2 separate regions of the Arachis hypogaea genome follow, and region 1 is linked to region 2. A link is a contact called in public Hi-C data. All regions are on one chromosome and are shown on one strand. Each heading gives the region's core, a stretch centred on a gene start, on an enhancer-like site or on the middle of the called end of the contact. The rest is flanking DNA. Distances are from core to core; before and after follow the strand shown.

What was found. Hi-C and Micro-C count contacts between places; a contact is called where the count stands out from the background.
Region 1: a contact with region 2 is called in a Hi-C map of leaf, with 2.6 times the contacts expected there. The contact joins the enhancer-like site here to the promoter of LOC112764814 in region 2. A contact is called at or near these places in 2 of 8 Hi-C or Micro-C datasets (both in leaf).

The regions. Positions count from the first base shown.
Region 1 is chr17:126,913,707-126,920,023 of arahy.Tifrunner.gnm2.J5K5, reverse strand. LOC140180867 (a long non-coding RNA gene) reads right to left here. Exons shown (of 4, transcript XR_011874925.1): 4 at 6,101-6,317. Among protein-coding and RNA genes, the nearest start is that of LOC140180867, 5.7 kb to the right of the region's middle. Within about 2 kb of position 3,488, at least 1 of the 3 cell types and tissues checked has open chromatin away from gene starts, as enhancers often do.
Region 2 is chr17:126,853,584-126,859,914 of arahy.Tifrunner.gnm2.J5K5, reverse strand. It overlaps LOC112764814 (WAT1-related protein At4g08290), which reads left to right and starts at 1,713. Exons shown (of 6, transcript XM_025810611.3): 1 at 1,713-1,991; 2 at 2,615-2,677; 3 at 2,765-2,881; 4 at 3,869-4,271; 5 at 5,180-5,331; 6 at 5,476-5,955. The coding sequence starts at 1,807. The coding sequence ends at 5,686.

The sequences.
Region 1 (6,317 bases), core at 2,239-4,738, 58 kb before region 2:
TGAGTGAAGGATTAAGCTCTTAGTGATTTATAATTAGAGTGACGCTACGAAAATGTGGTGATTTAGTGGCTCTAGAGTTGTAGTGACGTGAGAAAGGAGTCTTGGAATAGGAGATTGTTTCGAGGATTGACGTAGGATCAAGGAATGAAAAGTGTGAGTGTATGATTTAGGTTATAGCGGGTTGAATCAGACTAAGAGATTGAGGAATTGTTTATTGTTTGAGATAGTGAGAAGCATTTGAGATTATTTTTATTTAGATGGAAACCTTAAAGGGTAAGAGAGAGTGTAGTTACTAAGAAAGAGCTAGACGAAGCTAAGAGTGAAACAAATGGGTATGACTTAGGCTTGAATTTGGTTAAGTTTATGATCTTGTACATGAGAATGGAAAATATGAATTAGTGTTTGAATTGATGTTGGAAAATATCAGAATGAATGATATGAGGTCGGTTGAATTTGAGGAAGTATATACGAAGATTTTAGAGCAAATTTTCGAGGGCGAAAATTTTTGTTAGGGGGGTAGGATGTAAACTTCGAGTAATTAATAAATAATTAACTAGTAAATTAATTATTATTTAAAAAAATTAGGAAAATAAATTTTATAGTTTAATAAAGTAAAAATAATTAAAATATTGATTTTGACACTAATTTAAAAATTTTTGCCCCAAAAATGGGCCAACAGGCCGAACCGGTTAGACCAGATCCAAAATGAGCCCATGGCCCAACATATAAATAACCAAATTCAGCCTTCTCTTCCTCATTCTTTCATTTGAAGCACGATGAACTTTGATTTGGGGGAGGAGAATAAAAAACAAACCCTAACCCCTTATTCCACCTCCAACTTTAAATCCTTGTAACTTTCAATTCGGAGCTCCAATTGACGAGTCGTCAGCAGCCACGCGTTCGTCTTGGATTTCTCTACATAACCCACTAAAAATTTTGGGATACTCTAGTGGTGGATAATCATCAGATTTTGTCCATTTGACTCGTGGGTAACGGTAAGAAAACCCTAACCCTTGTGAATTAGTGATTTAGTGAGCTCAATATTGATTATTATTATATTGTATTAATTAGATCATGTATCTTGTTGAATTGGAATTAAATTGATGGATATTGGAAGCTTGGAATTGAATCCTAGGAGCTGAAAATTCAATTGGTGAGGAGTTGGAGCTTTGGAGCTTGAGGAACGGTGGATAATTGAGGTGTTCCGGGCTTAGGGAGGAATTGACCAAGGTATGATTTTGGTTTCTCGTAGTTAATGTTTAATGTCACATGAAACTTAGGCTAGAAGGCCTTAAGATAGGAATGAACTGAATGAATTATTGATGGATTGTGTGTTTGGTATGTGATGTGTGATTCAATTTCGTAAACGGTTTGCTATTAGAGCTGGTTGGCTTTTGAAAAAAATTTAATATTGTAATTGGTTTAATTTTGAAATAATTTGATACTGGAAATGATTTGAATGACCGAGAGGTATTTGGTAGGTGGTTGGGACCCTTGAGGGGTGGCAAAAGTCCAAGTTTTAGAGGAGATGTTGCCGAAATTTTTATGAAAATATGAGGCTTCGTTTGAAGTGGTTATTTAGAAAGATTTATATTTTTGAGGATTTTATAATTTGATTTTGAGTTATTAAGAAAAGGATTATATTTTGAGTTTGCTTTATTTAGAAACGAATGAATTGTGTTTTGAGTATAAAATATTGATGAACGAAATGGGAGGTGTAATAATAAGGAATGAAGGATATTGAGAATTGATTTTAAAGTCTAATGGTTGAATGAGTATGAATGAATTATAATGATAATGAGATGATGATAAATGAGTTTAATTGAGTTGATGATGACTGATTGTGATATATATATATAAGGAATGAATTGAGAGGCCGAGTTAGATGCGGTGGCATTGTCCAGTCGCTCCGGGTCAGTAATGAAGTTGTATGAGATATGATTGAGGATGAGGTTGACTATGAGGAAGAGGAAGGTTGATGACTGAGTTTGATTATAAATTTGAATGAATATGAATAAATTGTAATGATAATGCGAATGAATTTCTGAATGTTACTTCGGGTAAGATGCAGTGGTGTTATTCGTTTGTTTCGGGTAAGAGTCAATAAGTCGAGTAAGATGCACCGGTGTTATCCACTTGCTCCGGGAGAGTTCGAGGCTTCAAGTAAGATGCAAGGGCTGTGTTTTGTCGCCGCTTACTCTGGGTCGAGAACTGTAACACTGCCTGGGTAAGAGGCAGTGGTGAGGTTGTCCCCTACTCCGGGTACACGGGTAAGATGCAAGGGTTGCGTCGTTGTCCCACTTGCTCTGTGTTTGGTGTTCTGTCCAGGGTTAGCTACTGGACATGTCGGGTTTGGCTTTATAACCCACAGATGAGACTCATCGGCCATAGGGCAGGCATACATCATATGCATATGTGTGTTTTGTTTGATCGTGCATTAATTTGGCTTGCCTATGTGATTATTATGCTTACCTGCTATAATTGCTACCTGCTGTATCTGTATCCTACTTGTGTTTATTTTGTCTCTATTGCTTGTCTATGCATCGAAGTTTTGGAGGAATGGAAGAAATGGAAATTGAAGTATTGGATCACAATTAGATTGGAGGAGACAGAGAGTGAATTGTAGGGTTAGGGTATAATGAGACAGAAAGTGAATTGTAGAATTAGAGTTAGATTGAGACTTGGATACTTTAGAGAGTTTTACCAAATTTATGGTTTAGTTTATTCCATTAAGTTTATATTTGAGTTACAGAGTTCTAGGATTGCCTCTGACTTTTCTGGGACCTTTTATATTAACTATGTGGGCACCTTTACCATGCTGAGAACCTCCGGTTCTCACTCCATACATATTGTTGCTTTTTAAATGCAGGTCAGAAGGTACCTCACTGAGTATTCTGGAGACTCTGTGGAAGCGAAGAACTCTGGGAACTTAGGGTTGTATTTTATTTATGTTTATATATGTATATAGATTCTCCATCTTGTATTTTATGCTTATCCCTCTTAGAGGTTGACTTGGAGAAACAGGTTGTTAGTTTTACGAGTCTGGGATATTTTGGGTTATATGTATGTATGTATGTATGTATACTCTGGTCGGCCTTTGCTTCACAGGTCGAGTTCGGAGCTTGATATTTGTATTTTAGAATTCTAATCTATGTTTATGGTCTTTTAGCCTTCCTTTTGATCTTGCTTATCTGTCTATGGTTTTCTTTCGTGAGCGACGCGATTTCTGTTTCGATTTTGCTTAACTTCTTTTTCAAGGCTCCTAGTTATAACTTCTTTCAACTATATCTATGTACGTATTTTATTTTTAGAGGTCGTAACGCCTCACCAACCCTTATTTACTTCCACGTCGTAAAGTTATGTGTGGTAGGATGTTACAGAATGTGGACAAAAAAGAGAGAGACCAAGCACCGCGAAGCAGAGACTGACAGGAGGGAGGCAACAGTGGCTGCAAGCCATGTCAGATGAGGATGCAACAACAATGACGAGAGATGCACAGGAGGCGACGAGTCAGTGAAGAAGATGCACAGGGACCAGCGATACCAGGTAGAGTAGCCGTCAATGTGGCAACAACTGTGCGGTGGCAATGGATTTTTTGTGAATATGAGAGAGTCAGAGGCTCTGCCTTTCTGAGTGAGATTGAGAGAGAGTCAGGTGAGGATGGATTGGGCATGGGAGATTTGAGCAAGGTTTGGCCATTTAAGTTTTTTATTTAAAAAAAAAAAAAGCAAAATGGTGCTGTTTTGAGGGGTAAAAAAAATTTCGAACCGATCTAGGTTTTTTAAATTTGCCGATTTGCTAGATTTTGTCAAAATCGACCAACCTGAACCGTGTTTTATCGGTTTTTTCCTTCTACAATCAAATACTTCAACTGAATTAGTCTTATGACTAATTTGCCGGTTTTTCGATCTTACCAGACAAATTAGTCCGGTTCTAACAACTGTGAATCACAGCTAAATTTTTGAGTTATATAGTTCAAAAAGTAGTGCCGAATGCGTAGTTTATATATACCCGAAGTTAAGGAAAGAAACAAACAGTAAAATGACAAGTGGAGCAAAAATATCCTGTTATTTTTCCATTGCAAATGCGAGTATATTTTTTGTTTTAAAAAAATAAAAAATTAGTTGATGTTAATTCAAATGTAAAGATTTTTTTTTTAAAAAAGACAAATCTATTTATTATATAAAAAGAAAAATTTTTGTTCGGTTTTAATATTTTTAAAAATAACTTTTTATTAAAATATTCATGAAACGTTTTTTGTTCTAACACTTAAATCCAAAGAGTATTTGTAAAGAGATCAAAATATTTATCATTTTAATTAATTAATATACACTAAATAAAGAAAATGGTGTGTTACTCATAAAATTTATAACTTCTTATATTAAATTTATATTAAATTTTGTCCACTAGTAATTCGAATAATACTACATGACTAATAAAAATATTTTTATATTAAATTTTAAATTTTAATAATATAAAAATAAAGTGTTGATCCAAAATGTTGGTTCTAACATTTTTTTTATATATGCCCAAGATCATTTCAAAATATAAACGTAAAATTTAATTTGCTAACATATTAATTGATTAAACGTACATGACGACAACATTTATTTAATTTCCTATAAACAACTATTATCTTGTTTATTTAAAGTCAAGAAAGTCGATTAGATTAGGTGATCGACCCACCCACTTTACAAGTGGTTCATACTCTTATTACCACATTTTAGTGATGGTAAATTACTCTTCATGCTATTAATTAGAAGAAGCCAATGTAAGATATAAAACCAAATTATGAAGCTCACTGCTCAACTGATTAAATTTTAAGTGATGATTAGATATTCTAATCCATCTTTTTAATTCTAAAATGAATAAAAATTTGGATAAAGTATGTTTTTTATTTTTAATATTTATAATTTTTAAAAAAATATTTTTAATATTTAATTTTATCTCGAACGTTTTTAATTTGTGTCAAGACTATTTCTAGATGTTTTCAATTTTATTCCTATCATTTTATATGGAGTTAAAGTTGAAGGATAATTTTGATATAAATAAAAAATATTAAGAATAAAATTGATTACAATTAAAAATATTTTTAAAGAAAATCATAAATATAAAGACAAAAGTATACTTTATCCTAAAAATTTTAAACATATATTTTGCTTTTGAAAAGATCAAAAACATAAAAGAAAAACAATTAAAACTGTTTTTGTTTAAAAGTTAAAAGAATAATTAAGGAGAAGAATTAAGATTTTAGTTATTTTTTAAGACTTTTGAGTAAGAATGTAGGATAATTTTGTCATTTGTGAAGGAGAGAACGCAGAAACTAAGTTACAACTTTTTAGGAAACTGATACAACAGAATTGTTATTTCTCTTAGAGTAAAGTGATAAATAAATTTTGAGGATTTACACTTTAGACAAACAAGTCCTTTAATATTTATCCAAATTGGTTCCCAAGAAATTTTGAAGTAGACATTTTAGTCCCCCACAAAATTTAATTACATAATTAGTCCCTAACTTTTTCTGGCGTCAGACGAATTAGTCCTTTTTATCACCTCAACGTTAAGAACTAACGCAATAACTTGACATGTCATGTGAAGCTGGGTGACTCAACCGTTAAGCGCCACGTGTTAAATTATGACAAATTGGTTCCCATTTGAATGATGCTAAATGCCGCGTTTTAGGATTAGGGCACGATGGTGTGTTGTCATTTCATTAGCTGAGTCTTTCTAAAGGTCCATTTTTGTCTTTCCTCCTTCAAAACGAAATTATAAGCAACACCCTCTCTTCCCCTAGGTTTTACAAAGAACGCTACCACCATATCAACCGCTAGTCCTCCGACAACCTCTGCTGACATTGTTGACTCAAAGCTTTGTGTAACATCCTAATTACCTTAAACCTTACCTCATGCCGTAAAGCAAATGTTAATCAAAGGTTACGACAATTCTAAAGCTTATACATAAATATATATAGAAGGAATAATAACTCTAGAAGCCCGATGAAAAAAAATGAGCTCAAATACGGAATTACAAAGTGCGAACGTTCACACGTAGCTACAAGCGTAAGAAACAAGATCCACTATGTGAGATAACAAGATATATGTAGTTATATAAGAGTATAATAATCATAGGATACTAGCCACAGCCCGTGGAGTTTAGGTCGACTAGTTAACTACTGACATACAGAGTTTTGAAAAATAAAACAGCTTATACAGAATATCTCTCATAAAGTAAGCCTCTAAAGCAAAACAAAATACAAAAGTAAGAGTACTAATAAAATAAATCAAAAGACTCTAAATACATGATAAAGGTCCTCCGCT
Region 2 (6,331 bases), core at 464-2,963:
TTAGAGGCCCCGACTCAGCAATCTCAGCAAAGTGGGGAGGATGCCGATGGCTCTGCTGCTTCAGTCATCGATCCCAATGCGGTTTGGCACGAGACCACCTCAGCGCCGTACAAGAACCGCGTATACGGACTGGATTCATTCTTTGTCAGTAGCCTCCGCACCTCCACATTGAGGCCGTCATCTATCTCTGCCACCAGTCGAGCCGTCGAGCCTGAGGAAGGTGTAGATTTGAGGCTGCAAGTGCATGAGCTCACCCGCAGCCTTCAGCAGCAAGCTCAAGAGTTGAACGATTATCGGGAGAGGTATCAGGAGATCCTCACACGCGTGACGAATACGGATGACCTCAGGCCGGAGTGAAGGGAGCAGCTGGAGTGGCTTCAGCAGATGGAGGCTCAGATAGAGGTGTACTAGACTCAGATGTGCACCGCTGGCATTATCCCTGCTGGTGGCACACAGACATCACCGCCTCATCAGGGCCACGGGAATGACGACGAGGACGATGATGACTACTTGGATCTTTAGAGATTAGTGATGTGTTTTATTGTTTCATTATATTTATTTGATTTATTTGACTTTTAATTTATTTGAACATTTGATCATTTATTTTAACTAATAGGTTTCTATTATTCATAAATTGACCATTAATTATGTGATAAATAAATTTAAATAATAAATTAGAATTGACCATTTATTTCACAATTTTTTAAAAGAAAATTGATATTACCGTTGGATTTACAGAAGGAATAATCTGACAGTAATAATGCGAAAAAAACAACATATTGTGACGCAAACATTACCATCAGAAAAATTTGCCAATAACCAAATAATTTTTCGAGCAAATAATCAGTCGCAGAATTCGACAATAATTACCGTCAGATAAAAAAAATCCGATGACGATATTTATACCATTTGATTTCTTCTGACGGTAGCTTAATTACCGTTGAATATTATTTGTTTTCCCGACAAAAAATTCAACTGTACTCAACATTTTTTTTATAGTATTCACCAACATAGAATTTACATATGTAAATTTTAAACTTTTAAATGTGATTTAATTAATTATTGATTAACTTTTATTGTCTTCATAATAAAATCTTGAATAGTTGTTCAATTATCCTAATTAAATTTAAAATGTTATTGACATAATTAATTAATATTCATGAATATATAATCATTTATGTAATTTTTTTTTAGAAAAATGACTAGAAGTCCTAATTCATTCTCCTACTTATCTCTCCTCCAACTTCTAAATAAAGAAATTTTGAATTTTTTTTTATATTTTTTATGCTTATAAAAAATAACTTATATATTTAAATTTTTTATTTTTTTAAGTATCAGAAGAATATATAATTAAAAAAATAATTAGAATTTCCACCAATCATTATTCGTTTTACAATTTTATTGTTTAATAATAATAATAATAATATATTGTCGATATAAAAATTCAATTATTTACAAAAATAATTGTGTTATTTGAAGCATTAAAAATGATCATTTAAATGCACAACAACTTTTTTACCCATAATTAAATATGAAGGTACATGATGACTTGATTGATTTTAATAAGAACCATTATTATTACTGGTAAAAGATGTGGTTTAAATCAACAAGTGATTTTAATTATTCCAATAACATAAGTTTGTCTTTTAATATAATTAAAATTGATTGAATATGATAAGTGGTTGGGTGGTATATATAAATAGTAGGGAGGCAGCATTGCTCTTTGCAGAGAGAGTTGCAAATACGAAACAAAGAAAGCAATTAAGTTGTTCTGAGTTCTCACGCACCTATCTACTAGCGATCAAGATGGGTGCGTGGATGAGAAATGCAAAGCCGTATCTGCTTCTTGTGGCGGTGCAATTCGGTTCAGCGGGAATGTTCATATTTGCCATGGATGCAATTGCCAAAGGGATGAGCCATTACGTTTTCATTGTGTACCGTAATGCCATCGCCTCTGTTACTCTCGCTCCCTTTGCTTTTCTTCTTGAAAGGTTTCTCTTACTTTCCTTCACTTTAATTTATTCAACCATGCATGCACCATGCACATACACAAACCCTTATTACTTCTCTTTCCCCTCAAATGATTTTATATCAGTGGAAACTCAAACTCAGGTGCAGTCGACTTTACGTGAAGTTGATACCTGTGAGAATCGTTCAAATCATAAATTTTCATCTAACAGTTCTCAGATATCAACTTCACGTGAAATCGACTTCACCTGAGTTTTTACCTTTACATTATTAGACATATAATTATTCGCTTTTTTTTATATTATGAAACTATTTTTTCAAAAATTTAAGATAAAAAAAAAATTAGCGAATAGTTATATATCTCCAACACATTTTTTTAAGAGTCTCTTTTGTACTTTTTTGAATTTTTGCATTTTTTTCTTCTTATTTATCTTGTACTATTTTTTTCTTTTGAGATTTAATAAAAATCAAATTCTAGAATTTTCGATTCTAAAAATTTTGATACTATGTCATAAAATCATTTCTTCTAAAAATTTAAACTGATAAGAAAAGACACATGAATAATTATATTTTTCTAACACTATCAAATTAAACGGTTTAATATAATTCGCATTAACATCTTTGTGTGTATCTATATGTTTTGCAGGAAGGTTAGGCCAAAGATGACACTGCGGGTATTTCTAGAGATCATGGCGTTGGCTTTCTTCGAGTAATGGTCACATCTAATACAACTAATTGAATTTCTAGTTTGTTGTTATTAGTTAAGTAATAACTTAATTATATTATGATAATGCAGGATTATACTTGATCAATGTTTCGCCCTGCTAGGGATGAAATACACATCGGCATCATTTCTATCAGCAGTGATGAATTCCGCACCTTCCATTACTTTTCTATTGGCCGTCATTCTTCGGTAAGTAAGTAATAATTTGCAATCAAGTACATATATCACTTTGAATTGTTGTGGAGGTTATAAAAGGTCGTCTTAGATTTGCAAAATTCTCCATTAATAGGTATAGCCTAAAGTATCATGTCTCAAAAGTTTTGACGAAAAATGGGTGTGACGCAAGCCAGAAGAGCTAAATGAATATCCTCCACGGATCCCACTATCTACCACTTATTCTCGTACGTTAGGGGTAGTTAAATTAATTATTCCAATAATTTATTATTATTTTATTTTTCAAAACTAATCTACTAAATATACAAAAAGAAATTGTGAAATCTAAAAAAAAAAAAATAGGATAAATATATTTTTTGTTGTTAAAATTTGTTAAAAATTTTAAAAATAGCTATAAGTTTTATTTTATTTTAATTTTGTATAAAAACTTTTCGAATTGCATTAAACATATTCTTAACGGCTAATTTTTTAAAAACATTTAAAAATAATTGAGTAATAAAAACAACTTTTAACACAAGTAAAATCAAATAAAATTATCATGTATTATTACTAGATTGATACTAAACATTTTAAAAATTTAACTATCAGTAATATATTTGATACAAAGCAAAAACTTTAAAGACAAAATTGAAACAAAATAAAATTTATGAATTTTTTAAAAAATTATAATATATTTTAAAAATAAAAAATATATTTTATCCCAAAATATATTTCACTAAACTAGCTAGTTAACATAATACATGAAATATTAATCACCATATATAGGACTGATGAAAGCCTGAAAATCATAAGATTTTAATGTCAAGAAGGTGACAAACAAAACTATCATGTTTTGATCTTTCGGAAGTGTTTATTTGTTCTTATTTTGTAATTTATTTTTACGTGACATTTATACTTAACACATCAACTAGTCATGATTTTAGAAAAGACTAATTTATGTAACATCTTTGATGAGAGAAGAACAAAAAGAATATTTATTCATCTTATTTATTTTGTATGTAGAATGGAGCGCATGAAGATTAAGGAGGTAGCATGCCAAGCAAAAGTGATTGGCACTGTGGTTACTTTTGGAGGCACCTTAGTTATGGCACTCTACAAAGGCACCGCAGTTACCATTTCAGTGGCAACCAAAGCGGCCCACCGGCCGGAGAACGTGAACAACCCTTCCAGCACCCACTGGGCAATAGGAACATGTTTTCTTATGATTGGTTGCATCGGCTTCTCTGCCTTTTACATATTGCAGGCCATAACGTTGCGCAAGTACCCAGCAGAGATGTCGCTCGCAACGTGGGTCTGCTTCGCCGGAGCACTTCAGAGCTCACTTGTGGCGGCTTTTGCCGAGCGCCACCGTCCTCATGCATGGGCTCTTGGTTGGGACATCAGACTCTTTGCTCCAGCTTACGCGGTTAGTTATCTATTTTATTTCAATCCCGCTAGGTATTTAACCATGGTCTAACCAACAACAAGTCAACGTTTTTAATTGGTTATTAATTAGTGATTATTTAAATTTTATTTTTAAAAAAAATATAATTAATAATTATTAATTACAGTTGTTTAAAGTTGACTAGTTAAGAGTTATTTATATATACTTTTCTATTTTATTTAGGCTATAACTATTCAAACAAATTAAATACGTCATATAAAAATTATAAATAAAAAAATAATTTAATATATTTGACTAAATTATTTAATTTATAATTTTATGAAAAAATGATAAATAGGTTCTTGACCTTTTAATCCGTAAACATTTAAGTTTTTGAAGATTTGAAAATACATTTAAGTATCCAACCTTTTCAAAATTTAGATATATTGTTTTTTCATGTTCACTTGGATCTGTCAGACTCAACGGAAAAATCAAATGTAACTCTGGTTGTACTGGCATGGTTGAAACGGATGCACACGTGAGAGAGTTTTTAAAATTGGACAAATTAGACTCAAGGATCGATATGTTCAAATTGGTCAGAAATTTAAATGTATTTTTAAATCTTTAGGGACTTAAATGTCTGCAGACTAAAAAGTTAAGGATCAATTTGTTCTTTTCTCTAATTTTAATTTAGCAAAATGGCCTTTAATGAGTCACAATCTAAAGTTGCAATATATTTCAACTAAGTTGAATTGATATAATAGTTAGTTCACTGATTTGTTTAAACAAAGATCAGAAGTAAAAAATTTTTTTTTTATACATATAACAATTCATTAGCTAATAACAAATTATTAAACAAAAATTAGATACCGTGAGAAACAAAAAAAATACCATATTTCAGATTGAATGATAAATGTACTCAACTTTGTTGGTTTAATTGTTTGTTTCAGGGAATAGTAACATCAGGAGTGCAATACTATATACAAGGGATGGTTAGCAAAGCAATGGGTCCAGTAATTGTAACTGCCTTTAATCCATTGCGTATGGTCATTGTTACCGCCTTGGCTTGCATCGTTCTCTCTGAGCAACTCTACCTCGGAAGGTACTAAAGATTATTAATCGCATACTAAAATTAGTCATCAAAATTAATTATCAGTATACTGTAGAGTATATATTAAAATAATGTTATATGTGTTACATGAGATTTTCCGAAGCTGAAGATGTGTTTGTTTATTGTTATGATTAGTGTAATTGGGGCAATAGTGGTGGTTGGAGGACTATATGCAGTAGTGTGGGGAAAATATAAAGAGCAGAAAGCAAAGGAGAACTCTGAACAACAACAACAACAACTACCTGTCATTGCTCTCACAAATAATGATACTAATAACAAACCCCAATTTTTTGTCATTCAGCCTCATCATCAACAAATATCAAGCACAGAAAGCCAGACCAAATAAATATATTTACCAACATTGATTTTGTTTTCATTTGTAATAATTCAAAGAAAGACGGAAGAATAGGAGTAAATCTATAGGAAATATAATCCAACCCAGAATTTGATAAAAAGGAAGATGCAAAATCATTTTACATAAGCTTGTAGAAGATTGTAAGGTTGACTACTTGTAACTAGGTATATAGTTGACACTTGACAACGGTTTAGATTCTCAATATTTATGTGTTCAATAATGTTTTGGAGGCAATAAAAAACTAGTTTAAACAGTCTAAATTTATTTTATTTCATATTTATTAATTATTATTAAAATTAATAAATATTAAATAAAATAAATTTTAATTATTTGAGTTATTTTTTATTGTTTCTCTAGTATTATTGGTATGTATAATACGTGACACTTATATTTGGAATAAATATATATAGATATTAGTATGGGGAAATAGTAATGTCATAAGTGCACTTTGTTTATGGGCTTCAATCGATCCTATAATATATGCATAGCAATGTCACTGTTAAATGGAACAGGATGGGGATTTGGCTTGGGTTCCTTTATAACATGACCCAAATGATTAGATATGCCATATATTCGCAGCTTGATTAGATTCAATTTTTAGTATTTTTAGTTATTATTTGATTAATATAAATATTA